Linked DNA regions of Callithrix jacchus: region 1 is linked to region 2. The links are chromatin contacts, called in public Hi-C maps. All regions are on one chromosome and are shown on one strand. Each heading gives the region's core, a stretch centred on a gene start, on an enhancer-like site or on the middle of the called end of the contact. The rest is flanking DNA. Distances are from core to core; before and after follow the strand shown.

The links. Hi-C and Micro-C count contacts between places; a contact is called where the count stands out from the background.
Region 1: a Hi-C map of skeletal muscle shows a contact between it and region 2, with 4 times the contacts expected there. The contact joins two enhancer-like sites. A contact is called at or near these places in 2 of 3 Hi-C or Micro-C datasets (both in skeletal muscle).

What each region holds. Positions count from the first base shown.
Region 1 is chr7:96,723,390-96,727,888 of calJac240_pri, reverse strand. All of the region lies in intron 15 of FGGY (FGGY carbohydrate kinase domain containing), which reads right to left. It overlaps LOC108592611 (a long non-coding RNA gene), which reads left to right. Exons shown (of 6, transcript XR_013520136.1): 2 at 3,912-3,954. Among named protein-coding and RNA genes, the nearest start is that of HOOK1, 130 kb to the left of the region's middle. Within about 2 kb of position 2,853, at least 2 of the 16 cell types and tissues checked have an H3K27ac peak or open chromatin away from gene starts, as enhancers often do. A contact at or near this core is called in skeletal muscle, where this site is marked.
Region 2 is chr7:96,651,090-96,655,309 of calJac240_pri, reverse strand. All of the region lies in intron 8 of FGGY (FGGY carbohydrate kinase domain containing), which reads right to left. Among named protein-coding and RNA genes, the nearest start is that of HOOK1, 200 kb to the left of the region's middle. Within about 2 kb of position 1,664, at least 2 of the 16 cell types and tissues checked have an H3K27ac peak or open chromatin away from gene starts, as enhancers often do. A contact at or near this core is called in skeletal muscle, where this site is marked.

The sequences.
Region 1 (4,499 bases), core at 1,604-4,103, 71 kb before region 2:
ACAAAAAGCTTAGAAAACTCTGAGGAACAGATATAAGTTCAATAAACACAGGTTCCAGGATATACAAATGTAAGTTGCTAAGACTACTTCTTAATAGTAGTGTGACTCTGGGCAAATCACTTGCCCTCTCTGAGCCTCCATTTCCTTATTTGGGGTATGAGAATAATCACATACCTATTATAGTGACTCACCTAGAATAGTGAATGGTCCAGGGCTCTGGCTCAAGAAAGAGGAGTTCCTATTCCTTATGACTAGACACTACCTCGTACTGCGCTTGGCTATGACTTGTACTGAAGTCTTGTCTCCTCAGAGAGGGGTAAGCTACCTGAGGTTCCAGGCCTCAGTGCCAAACTCAGTATTGGCAGTATTCATCAAAGATGCTTAGGGCAATTTCTTGTCTTTTGAGCTTTAGTTAGTACATCTCTGTGATAACCAGCCATCCCTTCTCCAGTTGGCTTGGCTCATTCCAACATGGAGAGGAGAAGTGAATTCTCTGTAAGGACTACTGTCTCTTAGTATTTAAAAGCAGTGATAGCAGTCAGAGTCCAGTCACAATAGCTGAAACTATGCTAGGTCTTTCAACAGCAGGAATTAAATATAAGAATTTAGTTTCATTGGTGACATAAGAAACTTAGAAGCCAAACAGGTTGTTGAAGCCACACACAGGTTACCAACAGCAGACAGCTGCTACCCCTCTTAGGAATCAAGCGATGATAGGAGGCAGTGGTGGGACCAGAGCCAGGAGCAGGGAATGTCAGCCTAGAACAGAAACCAAAGAAAAGCTGAGTGGCCAGAACTGGGACCTGAGAGAGTCTGGGAGCTGGAATCAGACAGAAGATGCAGCTGCTGCTGTAGCGAAGTGGAGAAATGACCTAACTTCTGCCTGCATGTCATTCTCCTACCAGTATCTCCCCTTGGCCAAACCTGCCCAGAGGTCGGGTGCAAGAGAACCTAGAAGTGTAATACACAGCAGAGCAGGGGAAGAGGCACTTGCCGAGAGCAAACAGGCAAAGGACCAGCCCAGCTATCTTTCAGTAATGTATGTAAAGCATTAATACAGCATGTAATTTATAGTCAGCTAATAGTAATGATAGTTATCATCATAAATATTACTAAAACTTTGTATACCTCTCATTGAGAGTTTATTTGTACCAGTAACTGTGCCAAATACTTTATACATATCATCTAATTTTCACAACAATTGCATAAGGTAGGCGCCCTTAATAGTCTTATTTTTATACATATGAGTAAGTAGGCTTAGAGAGGTAAAAGGACTAATCCGGTGCACAGCGACAGGATTTGAAATACAGCCCAATTTATTACTTATAATATGAATCATACTGCTAATAGTAAAAGACAGGGTACTAGATAAGCTGAACATGAAACTCCTCTCAATTACTGAAGACCTATATTTCCAGGGCTGAGAGCCTAGAACACTCTGTGAGCATTAAGTTTGCCCTTAAAAAAAGTAGAGATTAAAAAAAAATAGAGCATAGCAGACCATCTTTCAGGCAAAATATTTCATAGGGTAGCAGTTGTCCAAATGAAAAAAAAAATGCATCACTTAATGTGGTTTATAAAAGTCCACAGTGTTCTCTCTTAAAGGCAACAGGGTATTTTTGCTATGAGGATTCCAAGTTCAGCAGTCTCTGTGGGCTTGCTGTTTACTGATATTTGATATGCTTCAACATCTGTTGCCCTTCTCGATTGATGGGTGCTTCATTTTAGCACTTCTCTGATGCCAGGCCGGTAAAAAGCTTTAGTACTGAAGTCCTGTGAGATACTCCTAGGTCAGTAAAACAGCTTTGTTTGCAAAGCTGGCCAAAGGAAGAAATATTCATGGAAAAAAGGTGAAAGGACATGCTATCTATCTACCAAACTGGGTATTCTTGGTTATATCCCTAGGTCAAGCGACATCTCCAAAAAGCTATAAACCCAGGCTATCCTAGACACAAAGTCAGGTTTCAAGTTATGATCTGGGCTCTGGCAAGGTTGTATATAACAAGTTCTTCTGTCTTCTTCTATAAGAATTCCATGGAAGGATTTCTAAGTTTATTTTTAAAGAAATAATAATGTTAGAATTTGGTATACGGAAAAACGTGGTCTCTTTTAAAGAACAGGTACACTTCCTTGACTCCATATGACTTGACGTATTGCCCAGTTTTGCCTTGGTTGCCTGAAGTTCAAAGTAATCCCTTAGAGGATTGCTTGAACAGGTGTTTGAGGCTGCAGTGAGCCATGATTATGCCACTGCACTCCAGTCTGGGCAATAGAGCGAGACCCCATTAAAAAATAAGAAGAAGAACTGCCTAGTCCAGGTCAGGGACCCATAGGTATGCCAGATCTGTCCCATAGATATTTGGTGTGACACTCACCAATCCAGAGTTAAAACAACCTGAATTTCAACATCCTGTGGCAGTACTTTGAATACAAATATTAGTACTCACACTTTTCTAGTACTTTTTTCTTACCTAACACAGAATCGAATCACCTTGTCCTTTGCTGGTATCTTCCCATGTTTGTATGGCCTGGGTGGCACCTTAAGGCATTTGAGTTAGAGGATGTCCCACCTAGTATAAGGGATTGGTGTATTTTCCTCTTTTTACATTGTTTCTAACTTGTGAGTTTTATTCCAGTAGCCTACTTAGCCCCTTTTTGTAAGCTTTCTTAAATCCTTTGTGGAAGCAGAGTATGAATAATAAACAAATAAATTGTTTTGTTCACTAAGCAAAACTGCCAAGATCAGTGCAGTAGCAGCATTCCTACTGCATCCTCGGGCTAATGCTCCCTCGTGAGTCACTTGTGCCTGCTCTACCTGCCCCACCTGTCAAAGGGTCACTACAGCTATAAGTTCTGCCCCATCATTCCCTCAAGCAGAAAGAACTTCTTCCTCAGTAGTGAGTGAGAGGTCTGGACATACTTGAGCAGTATCTACCCTGACATGCAAATCTAGCATGTGACACACAAATCAGCTATAGGTACCCTCCAAAGCATGGGGCTGTGGGAGATATGCAGAGAGCAGGGCTGGAGCCAGACCACTTGAGTTCAAAACCATTTTTCTGCTACTAACCATCTAGGTAAACGTAAACTTTTCAATAGCTTGGTGCCTCAATTTTTTGCTTAATAGAGTGGCACGATGATACCACCTATCCCTTATGACTGTGGTGAAGATCAAGCGAACACAGGGATAATAAAAGTACTTTTCTGCTGAACAGGATTGTGCTAAATGTGCTTTCATTCACAGAATACTAGTGGAAACTCAATCGGGTCAGTGAATATGGAACTGAGCTTGGAGAAATTAAGTAGCTTGCCCAGCCAGGTTTGCTCACACAGCTAGTAAGTTGAGGAGATGCCATCACCATGGGGTTCAGCAAGGTGACTTAGAGGGCTACTTTCTGCTGCTCCATTTGATTTCCTCTTACCCTGCCTGCGATGGACTCAGCTCACTTACTCTTTCCACTCCTTGCCCCACATACTTGGCAGGTAGTTGCCACGATACTACAAGACTGAGGATCCAGCAGTAATTACTAATATTTACTATGTTGAGCTGAAATGGAGAGAGATTTGTCCCTAGTTGAGGCCCAAGCTCCTTCCTCTGCTTTCAGAGGAGGCACTTTGCAGCCAAGATGAAAAGCATAGGCCTGGGGGTCCCACAGCACCCTGAATTCTAGCTCTATCACCAGCTAATCCTCAAGGCCCAGTTCAAAGGTTGCCTCCTCTGGAAGACTTTCCCAGCCCTCTTAAGGCAGTGGAAGACACTCCTCAAATGCTCCATCATTCCATTGCAGAGTAATTGCAATTTAAACCAAAATAGCCAACATTAATAAGACTATTTTGCTTTAGGTATAGTCACGTTTACTCCTTACAACATGAGTTATGAGATAATATATCTCTGCTGTTATCTTTTACAGATGAGGCCTCTGAGGCATAGAGAAACTAAGTAAGTCACCCAAGGTAAGTGTAGAGCCAAGATTTGAGTCCAAGCAAATAGTCTTTGCCTTTACACCTTAGAATTTTTCATATCTGTATCCATCTGTGTCCAACCTCCCCCCAACCTGTAGACTGGAAATTCCTTGGGTACCAACATTATGTCTAATTCTTTGATGTCCTGCTACCATCTAAGGCTGTTCCTGTCACATGTAGGCTTGTGTTGATAAGCCTTGGCTTAAAAAATAAAACAGCCATCCTTATCACCTACTTTGAATCGAGGCCCCCACACATGACTTTTCCAGATCTAGTCTACTGTCATCTGTCAGCCCAGCTATCACAGCCCACCCAATCTCCAGCAGCGGAGGAGAGCAGAAAATGCATCCTGGTATTACAGGAAGGACCTGAGTAAAAGGTGCATTAATGGGGGCAAAAACAAGCCAGTGGAGTGATTAATTTGGCTTCCCCTTCAATATTCTGTTTACACAAGTTCATTATATAGCACTTAATTACTAATTTACCCTACTTAAACCAAGAGTGCTTTTAATTTTTAATGAGATAAGGGAAGAAGA
Region 2 (4,220 bases), core at 415-2,914:
GATCATTCATGACTCTCATCTGCCCCACAAGAGGTCATAGTCCTCTGTCAAATATTTCTCAAACATAAGTCTTCTTGTTTCCACCTACTGTCATGATATTCATCTAACCCTTCATTTTTTGCTTGGATTATTACAACGGTGATGAAACTAGATTAAACTGGTTTCCCTGACCCAAACAGTGTCCTCCATCCTGTACTCTCTTAATCCTCACTCAGAGAATCTTCCATATCTTCACCACAGTGATCTTTCTAATATACAAACCTAATTCTATCATTTCCCTTACTAAAGTCCTAGAGAATCTTGGCACGACATACGAGACTGTCTGATCTGGCTTTTACCTATTTGTCTTATGTAATCCCCTATGTTATCATTTACCAACCCTCTGCCTCCATCATTTTTTATTGCACAAGCCCATCACAAGCTAGGCCCCAGACTAAGTGAACAACTCAAAATTTCCCAAGTATGTCATTTGCTCTCTCATCTCTTAGTGTTCATAAATTCCTCTCTCTCTCTGATTAGTGGGCACTCCCTATCGCCTTCCCCTGGCTAACTTCCACATACTTTTTTTTGTTGTTGTAGGCTGAATCTCGCTCTATCATCCAGCTGGAGTACACTGGCATGATCTTGGCTCACTGCAACCTCCCTCCAGGGTTCAAGTAATTCTCATGTTCAGCCTCCCAAGTAGCTGGATTACAGGCACCTGCCACCATGCCTACCTAATTTTTATATTTTTAGTAGAGACAGGGTTTCACCAATGTTGGCCAGTCTGGTCTTGAATTCCTAACCTCAAGCGATCTGCCGGCCTCAGCCTCCCAGAGTGCTGGGATTATAAACACGAGCCACTGTGCCTGGCCACTTATATATATTCTTTTAAAAACATGCATAACCCAGCACTTTGAGAGACCGAGGCAGGCAGATCATTAGAGATCAGGAGTTCCGAGACCAGCCTGGCCAACATGGTGAAATCCTGTCTCTATTAAAATTACAAAAATTAGCTGGGTGTGGTGGCATGCACCTATAGTCCCAGCTCCTTGGGAGGCTGAGGCAGGAGAATCATTTGAACCCAGGAAGCGGAGGTTGCAGTGAACCAAGATCACGCCACTGCACTCCAGCCTGGGCAACAGGGTAAGACTCTGTCTTAAAAACAAACAAACAAATAAGATCAAACTTAATGTTATCTCCTCTGAGAAGCCTTCTATAAATCCTGACTTCTACCACAATGCTGGGTTAGGTACTCCTTCCTTCATCGTCTCTTAACTCTGTAATTCCCTATTTGTAGCTTTTCACAACACACTCTGTGTGTGTTGTAAGTGTATATCCCTATAAATACATCTGTAATGTGTATTAACAGGTAATGTGTACCTGTTTGTAAATTTAATCACTAAACAAATGCAGGACATGGCTACCATTATCATTAACATGACAATGACACTAACATTATGAGCAATCGTAAGACATAAAACACACCTAATATTATTTGTAAGCAAGATATGGTTAATAATCAGGTTTGCCAAATTTTCCTCTCCTCTAATTGGGGGTTTCAAAAACGTTAAGAGTCTTCCCATAAAGTTTGCCCTTCCTAGAAACCCAATCTCTTTATATCAGTCTCAGCAAAACAAGATATACACAAAACCTATCTACAGATACCTCCCGAGGCTTAGCAGTTTGAGTGGGCAGGGAGGGCAGTGAGCAAGTCTGTCACCCTACCAAATAGTCCTCAAATTTGGATACAAGGAGGAGCCAAATGTTGCCTGCGATGTCCTGAAGAACTTGCAAAGTATTTTGGATTCCTTAAACCCTGAATTCCTTATGCTTTATCATTCTTGAAACTCATATGTGATCACAGATAAAATTTAATCCATATGTTTCTCATTCATTTATACTTAATGCACCCAGATTGCTTTGCAAGAGAGAGAGAACAGTCAAAAAAACTTTGAAGGCTTCCAAAAGTTCCTCCAAATTTTCTCTTTCCTGCAGACAAGAAGCCATACTTAGCCTTCTGTATACAAATGCCTGACTGGCTCCAGTGAGCTCAGACTGGTTTTCAGCTTTGAAACCTCTGAGAGCTATGTGCCTTCAAAGATAGAAAATTATATCAGGCATCTTTTTCACAACCCAAACAATCTGTGGTGGGTAAACACATATTGGTCTATTCTATGGATCATGCAAGGGAGGAGGAGTGGGTGGGGCAGAGTAGGTGCAAGGGAGAGAGGTAACAAGGAGGTAGGGTGCCCTGTCTGCACAGTACTCATCAGTTGCAGTCTTAGCTCTGTTGCTCTGATATCATGTAGTGAGGTGGATCCTGAGTCAGAACCATATCTTCTATTCCTGTCAAATCCTACAGGAGTGGGCACAGTACTAATTATGCATAATATGGCATAACCAACGCTTTCTTTTGGTTCTAAACTGGCCGGTAGGAAAACAGCTCCCTCCTGTAGACTTTAGGGTTCTATTAAAAGGATGCCTGTGGGCAGTCTCCAGCCAAGAGTCTCTGTTGTGTGACTTTGATTTTTGGGGTGTTCATCTGAATTATGAGAAAAATAAGACCTCTCTTACAGACCTGTAAAGATTAAATGTGGCACAGTCTATTACTAGACTTGGTACAGTGCCGGGTACATTCAGTGACCCAGAGAAATGTAGCCTGTATTAATATCATCACCTCCATACAAGCCAGGGTGAATTTCTTATTTATGGATTGGAGCTTGTGTGGGGGTTTAATTTTTTTTGAAAGACTTGACACTAACTTGACTAGAATTCTGAAGTAGAGTTCAGAGGTTATACTGGCTTTGAGAAGACAGAGAAAGAATGAACACAATCACTCAGATGGGTTAATTTCTACTTGTAAGATCTGTCACTGGGCATAAATAAAATTGAGGATTTACCCTGTTTACCACATATTGTATAAAGGCAAGGAGAGCATCTATCTGAGCATCTTTTAATAAAAGTCAGAATTTCTGTGCATAAGCATCAATCTTTGCCTTTTGGAAGTGTTCCGCAATAGAACTCACTCTTGCTTCTCAGGTTTAGCTCAGAGGAATTCAGGATACATCCATACATGTCTAGATCTGAAGGATACTGACCTTCAGAACACTTTCTCCATTTTTGGCCTGATAGAAAATGAGAAGACTGAACTGAATAGGCAAAAATAATTCAAAACTCTCCACAGACACATAGCTCACCTGCTTGGTTGCAAAAGTATTATGAACTGAGAAGTGGTTGTCAAATATTAGTGGAAATGATGAGGGTGAAGGAATTTAAATGTTTCGTCTTCTCTATAACAAAGTGGATTGATGAGAAGATTAAGAAACCACATTGGTTGGATGGGAGGAGGTCAGCAGAAGAGAACTGAAGAGAGAGGGTCTGAAAGCCTACATTCCCAAGCCACCTGATACGTTACCTGGAACACACACAGCAGGGCGTGTGCCAGCACATCTGTGGCAGGCAGAACCGCTCATAACCTTTTTCCTGCCAGGTCTGGACTAAGCCTGTGCACCTACCAGAGCTCCATCTGCACAGTACTCATCAGCTGCAGTCTTAGCTCTGTTGCTCTGACATCACGTAGTGAGGTGGATGCTGAGTCAGAACCATATCTTCTATTTCTGTCAAATCCTCCAGGAGTGAGCATAGTACTAATTATGAATTAGCTCTCTAATAGAGCATAACCAATTCTTCCCATGCCTGGTTCCCTGGGAGCCACTGCAATCAGCAGGGTGATTGCAGTGAAAGGCGGGCCACCTTCACACACAGTCTTCCAGCTAAGATACTGGGCAAGCCTGAGACACTCCCAGTTTTGATGGAAAAGGAAACTGAGCTTCAGAAAATCAACTCAAGTTCCTTCCTGGGCTTACAAATAGGGAAGAACCAAGACTGAGACCCAAATCTGACTCATGAGTCCATATCCTTCCTAAGACACTTTTTTTTGGGGGGGCGGGGGGGGGGAGAAAAAAGATTGAAATAAGGAGAAGCAAGGACATAGCAGGCAGACAGCACCTTCTTCCACATTAGGTGTGGAGGCAGCCCAGATCCTTCCGTGCCCTGAATTGAATATATCCCTTGGTAAATACAAGAGACATAATGAGATTTTCCTATGTCAGGAAAAAAGAAAAAAAAAAATCACACATTTCGGTGGTATCTTTTCCCTCGTCTCCATATTCAACATTCTCTAACAATATTAAGTGAGCCTCATGTTAAAGAAAAAAAGAAAACACTTAAACATGGTT